2 separate regions of the Mus musculus genome follow, and region 1 is linked to region 2. A link is a contact called in public HiChIP or PLAC-seq data. All regions are on one chromosome and are shown on one strand. The core of a region is the stretch at or near the end of the contact, and the rest is flanking DNA. Distances in the headings are between cores, read along the strand shown.

Region 1 (3,445 bases), core at 793-3,292, 160 kb before region 2:
ACTGTGTTTTTGCCTTCTTTTTGTATTTGTTTGTCTTTTCAGTTTTTAAAGCTCTTCTCTCTCTCTCTCTCTCTCTCTCTCTCTCTCTCTCTCTCTGTGTGTGTGTGTGTGTGTGTGTGTGTGTGTGTGTAAGAAGTCTCTGTGTGTACATGCAGGAATGTTTACACCTATACATTGAGATCTTCCCTCAGTCACTTCTCCATTTTTTAAAAAAGATTATATATATATATATATCACCATTGCTGTCTTCAGACACACCAGAAGAGGGCATCAGATCCCATTACAGATGGTTGTGAGCCACCATGTGGTTGCTGGGAATTGAACTCAGGACCTCTGGAAGAGCTATTGGTGCCCTTAACCGCTGAGCCATTTCTCCAGCCCTCCACTTTTTTTTTTTTAGACTGGCTCCAACTAACCTGAAGCTTGTTCTTTTGTCTAGCCTTGCTAGTCAGCGGGCCCCAGAGATTCAATTGTTTCAGCCCTGTGTGTCGGGATTATAAAGTGTTGGACACCACACACACACACACACACACACCCCACACACATACACGTTCACACTCAAACTCATACCCACATGCACACATGCGTGCACACGGGCACACACACAGTCACACATACTCTCACAAACTCATAAACTCACACACCTGCACACTTTCACACATGCATGCATACAGGTGTGAACACACATATTGGACACACACATTGGTTCTGGGACTCCAAACTCAGGTCCTTCTGCTTAAACAGCAAGTAATTTACACAGTGAACCACCCCCCTCCATCATTTAAGCTTTGAGACAGAACTTCTTATGTAGCCCTGAGTAGACTGGAACTTATTTTGTAGACAACACTGGGTTTGAGGGCAACCCTTCTTCTGTCTCCCGGGTTTGGGGGTTACAGGATGCACCACCAAGCCCAGCTTCAACTTGTCTTGTGTACTCTGTAGCTTATATAAGTGGTAAGTTGCTTCATTCATAGACCAAAATGATTCTGGTAAGTTTGTAAAATGTCACCATTATTCAATAAATGTGGCTTAAACGAAGAAAAAAAAATCACAACCAATTATATTACATTATTATAATGAGATGGCACGGGAGACTTAAGAAACTGTCACTTCTGAAGTGTTATTCCAAACAATGAATAACTTCCCCAGCCCCTAATTCTGTGGCCCAAGCCCCACACTAACTCACCATCCAGCTCCTTAGAAAGCGTTCATGGCTCTCCTCCTGTTAATGTCTCTCTTGAGTTGGCACACAGAGCAAACAGGACAGAAGAGTGTGACCATGTAGTCATCACAAATAGATCCCTGTGGAAGACACGGGAGACACATGAATGGAAGCCAGCACTGCTTGTGGGTTTTTGGGGCATTTTAAGGAGAGCCAAAAGCACCGATTCTTTGGATTCTGTTTATTACTTTTTACGGTTTATTTTTTTATTTCGTGTGTGTGTGTGTGTGTGTGTGTGTGTGTGTGTGTGTGTGTGTGTGTGTTCGAGTGCGCCTGTGCACAGAGATGGGGGTGGGGGAGGAGGACCTGCAGGAGTCAGTTCTCTCCCTCCACCCTCTGGGTCCTGGGGATTGAACTTGGGTCGTCCGCTTTGGCCGGAAGTGCTTTTCTATCTGCTGAGCCATCTCATTTGCCCTGGATTCAGTTTAGATACCTTTAGGAAAACGTTAGCTGACTTTCTCCCATGTAACACTTGCTTCTTCATTCTAGGACTTTATAATTCTGAGAATATAAGTGTCAATCAAACTACCAAGTCCGAGAGTACAAGACGGAGACTTAGAACGTCAGATCTCACAGCCCGGACGCTATTTGGCTCAAAACAATTACACCAGGATGAAAAGCACTGGGCACGTGATGTGGCGAGCAGTTTGGGAAGAGATTTAGGGAAGTGGCAAAGAACTTGGGGTCAAAGTACTCCTAAAAACCAATTTAGAAAGTAAAAGTTTGGCAGGAAATGTAACCACACTCGCTTTAAGATACTGACTGTGACACATTTATACACATAAAGCCTGGACAAGGAATTAGGCAAAGGAACACAGAGGCATGGGGTGGGAACCAGGAAGGTAAGGGCACTAAAGCCGGGCTCGCGCTCGGTGGAGTTTGTAGGTAAAGCCCACGCGGAGAAGCGAATGTCCAAGAACATCCAAAGCAAAGGGAATAAAAATTGCTCTAGGCAAAGGAAGTCAGGGAATGACAGTCTATAAAATGAGATCATTTAAAGAACTATTTGCTTGAGGCCTGCAGTTTTCATCCATTAAAAAAGAAATCCACACTAGGAAACAGGGAAGTAAGGCAATTTGGGATAAACACAGAAGGTTAGAATTCCCATCCTCGAAGGAGAAAAGTCAAGCAAGAGTCGCAGAACTCACAACAGGAAGCAGCCATGGGCGGAGAGGTGGGGACGTTACACTAGATAAACCCCAAGTTAAGCATCAGGGAACAGGGAAATCGGGCAGAGAGCCAAACCTGCCCTAGGGCAGTTGTCCTGGGACGCTAGGGCAGAAGGTCCAATCCCAGAGCCTCCCAATGTGGGCCTCAGGGCTCCAGGAGACGCACAGGAGAAAAGGGTGGGTATTGTCGCAGGTCTTAAGACTGGGTGCACACACTCCAAGATACTAACAAATATCCCTCCGAGACTATCAATCTACAAACCATCAGCATTTACAGAAATGTGTTCCTGTAAGTCACAAGGACAGAAGCATAGCCGAAGAAGATGCTCACAAGTTATTGTTTATTACCAACCAGGCAGTGGACTTGGTAACTAAAGGGTTCAATTTTCACTTTTTACTTCATACGTTTCTATTTTAAGTTTGTTAGTTTTTTTTAAATTAGATAGATATTTACTTTGCAATTAAAAGATACCGATTAAATTTCTCAAGTGAAAAAACAATTTCAGTGAAATTAAAATAGATTCCTGGAAAATGCTGCATGCTTTTTTGCTTTCTGTGATGGTCAAGTTTATGTCTTACCTTGTCTAGGCCATAGATGGACATAGATGTGTGGTTCAACATCATTCTAGAAGTTTGTTGAAGATGTATTTGACATAAAAATTAATGTTTAAGTCTGTAGACTTGGGATACAATAGATCACTTTACATAACATAGATGGACCTCTCTCTTCCAGTTAGTGAAAGACCTTTTTATTGGGACCTGAGACTCAGTGAGTCTGGCCAGGGGGCCACAGAGATCCACCTGTCCCCACCTCCCCAGTGCTGGGATTGACCTCAGGTCCTTAGGCTTGCAGAGCAAGGATTCACCAACTGAGCTCTCTCCAGCTTTATCCTCTGGCCTGTCCCTCCTGACGCCCCTTCTTTCTGACAGGGTCATGCTATGTACCTCAGGCTGGTGTCAACCTCTTAATCTTCCTGCCTCAACTTCCAAGCCCTAAAATCTCAGGGGTGTGTGTGTGTGTTATCACCCTCAGCTAGCTGAAGACCTTGATAGA
Region 2 (3,053 bases), core at 357-2,856:
CCAACTCTCTCAAGCCATTACAGAAATCCAATGAGTCAGATTGGAGAAAACAGGGTAGTTGGACTACCAGACCCTTAGCCATGGGGATGAATCTGTGTGAGATCTGCAGTGATGCCAGATAGTGTGGGCTTGGACATGCGATCGAAGTCTAGGCCTTTGACAATGGTGACAGAATGGGCTGGTGAAGATGTAGTCAGCTGAGTGTGGTGGCCCTCAAGAGGCAGGGAGATCAAAAGTTCAAGGTCAGCCTTCAATAGTGGTTACACAATGTCAAAAACAACAAAGGACGTGGTCATCTCTGGAGGCTCCCAAGTTTAGAAGGCCTATGACTGTGCCTGAGCCTTTCATCTTGGGGACAGTCTGCACTCACGGAACAGGGGCCAGAGATGTGGTTCCTGCAGTTGATGAGGCAGCCTCCGCTCTGCACCCTCATCTTGGAGAATCGTGCCTCTATGGTGTTTTTATTAGCATATATTAATTATACATAATAATGGGGTTTCGTCACGACATCTTCAAATGTGTATAAAGTGTATTTTTGGTCATATTCTCTCCTGTCTGTCCCACTGACCTCTATCATTTTCCCAGTCAGTCAGTCAGTCAGTCTCCGGCTCCTTTCTCCATCTCTCTCTCTCCTCCCTCCACTCCTATTCAGTCCAGTCTACCCTCAAACTTGCTACGTTGCTAAAGATCGCCGTTAACTCCTGATCCTCCTACACCTACTTCCCAAGTGCCAGTCTGCAAGTGTGTGCCCATGCCAGGGATTACACAGCTCTGGGGATGGATGCAGGTCTTCTTGCATGCGAGGTACACAGTCCATTAACTGTATCACACCCAGCCCAGTAATGTTTAAATGCTTAAAAGGCAGCAAGATGAATAATGGTTCTTCTCCATAGAGGCTTTTCCTATCTTTTCTTTCTTCCTCTTTTAAATCAAAACTTCCTAACAGAGTTTAAGGGACACCAGCTTACTGGTCTTACACTGAAGCAAAATTCAAAGGCTCCAGACAAAGTGCTAAGGTTTATGACAGCTTCGTTTGTTTTGTTTTTGTTTTCCTCCAAATTTCCACTTCATACCTGGACCTGGCTGGTGCCCAGGCAACAAGCGCTGAGTAAATGAATCAGGAAAAGTCTTTTGAGGGGTGAGTGCACACAGGAGGGAGGCTCCAGAGAGCAAACACAAAGTTGTTTGAGCGAAGAGAGTGGCTGGCCCTCGCGAGTGTGATTGGACAGGCGAGGGGGAGCCGAGGACAGACGAAGGGACAGAACCTAGGGGCTGCACTTACCCCAGGAAGGTGAGGAAGCGCGGGTCGGTGGCCAGGCTGGCGTCGATGGTGATGGACAGGAACGAGGGACTCACGCTTCGGAGCGGCCGCTTGGTGTAAAACTCCAAGTCTACCACGTCGTCGGTCGGCGCGGTCCCCGCGGGGGCGCCCTGGGCCAGGGCACCGAGCGGCCCCCAGAGCCACAGCAGCAGCAGCCTCAGCATCCCACCTGGCTGGACCGCCCGCTGCCGGGAGAGCTGGGGCAGCCGGCGCGCTGGCTCAAGCCCCCTGCAACCGGTCCTGCTTCGCCTCTGGCGCCAGGACTCAGTACCCTCCCACAGCGCTCCATCCCTCCCACCCCTCCCGGGAGTCCCTCCCTAGCGCCCTCCCCTCCCCGCCCTCCCCTCCTCGCTCTCTTTCATTTCCGTGCTGGCTTTCCCCTCCGCCGCGGTCACGTCCACTTTTGAAATCATCCACACCCATCCAAAGGGTGCGGAGGTGGCCAGAATCCAAGATCCTCGGAGGCCTGGGGAGGGAGCGCCCGGGAGCCGCGCAGGGGTGGGACCAGCTTCCTGGTGTCCTGCGCACTCTGTCACCTTTTCTAGGTCCCATCCATTTGGCGCCAGGACTAGACCCTGAGTTAAAAGCCCCGGTTGAGGGTTCAGCCAGACCCTACCCCGACTCCCTTCTGCCTTAAGACACTGGTCACTTGAGCCTGCCCAAATCTGACCGAGCTAGGATGTCCTCTGCCCAGGATCTCAGGTATCTCTTTGTCGCTTGAAAAACCTGATCCGAGCATTGGCTAAAATGCAACTAGAAATCGGTCCTTGCACGGGGGTGGTGGTGATGGTGGTGGGGACCCTGTTTTTAAAGCAGTATTATGAAAACAGTATTTGGGAGAGCCTGCCTAAGAGTTGCTCTGAGGCTTGGCCAACCGCTAAAACCCAGCAAGAAGCCCCCAAGCAACTACCCTTGGAATCCTGAGCAACCCCTCCCCCAAACCCATCTTTTGCGGTTGCTGCAACTTTTGTTTTCCCTTGACATTTTACACTGGTATATAATGATAGCAAACAAGTGCTGAAGCTTGTGTGTGTGTGTGTGTGTGTGTGTGTGTGTGTGTTACCATGAAAGAAGCTTGAACCATGCTACACACACACACACACACACACACACACACACTCACACACACCAATCTGCCCAAGCATCAGCGCTAGCTGAACTCAGGTGTACAAGGCCAAGCAGATGGCAGCCTGTCTCTGCTGCTTTGCAGTCCCCTTGAGGAAGCTTTCCTGAGCTTCCAGGCAGCTGAGGCTCCCCAGTGTGAGGTCTCACCACACATTTCACATAGCACACACAGCAAGCATCCTCCCAGTATCCTCCATGTTAGAACTGTCTACACTTGTGATGTTGCTCATTGCTTGCTCACCTTATCTCTGGGCTTAAAAAGTCCTCCGAAGCAGAGATGGGGCCTGTGGGATACCCATGGCAGAGATGGGGCCTGTGGGATACCCATGGCATGCTCATACGTGGTACTGTGCTTGGTCTTTAGTAGGTAATCCATTCATATTTACTGAGTAAGCCAATGACACTTACATTTTTCCGTTTAGATTGCACCAACAGCAAAGCAATAAATAATAACGAATTTTTAATGAAATGTATATCTAATCTGCACCCATCTGTCTGTCTGGGTGATTTAAAAATTACCTGCCTAGTTAATGCTTTGACCTGCATTGAGTTGATATGCTATAGCCATAGGATGTAAAAAGAAAATTGTCATGGTAACAGACAACTG

The links. HiChIP or PLAC-seq counts read pairs in DNA pulled down with a chosen protein or histone mark.
Region 1: an H3K4me3 HiChIP or PLAC-seq map of bone marrow-derived macrophages shows a contact between it and region 2, with 2.8 times the contacts expected there. The contact joins the enhancer-like site here to the promoter of Hpse in region 2. A contact is called at or near these places in 5 of 39 promoter capture datasets (the C10 cell line, hematopoietic stem and progenitor cells, hippocampal neurons and 2 more), 3 of 484 Hi-C or Micro-C datasets (bone marrow-derived macrophages, embryonic fibroblasts and embryonic stem cells), 2 of 115 datasets of contacts at active chromatin or transcription factors (bone marrow-derived macrophages and large pre-B cells) and 2 of 9 other capture datasets (adipose tissue and liver).

Annotation. Positions count from the first base shown.
Region 1 is chr5:100,555,294-100,558,738 of GRCm38.p6, forward strand. It overlaps Plac8 (placenta-specific 8), which reads right to left. Exons shown (of 5, transcript NM_139198.3): 4 at 1,187-1,302. The coding sequence ends at 1,198. Among named protein-coding and RNA genes, the nearest start is that of Plac8, 15 kb to the right of the region's middle. Within about 2 kb of position 2,043, at least 16 of the 459 cell types and tissues checked have an H3K27ac peak or open chromatin away from gene starts, as enhancers often do. A contact at or near this core is called in bone marrow-derived macrophages and liver, where this site is marked.
Region 2 is chr5:100,718,110-100,721,162 of GRCm38.p6, forward strand. Hpse (heparanase) reads right to left here and starts at 1,607. Exons shown (of 12, transcript NM_152803.5): 1 at 1,283-1,607. The coding sequence starts at 1,485.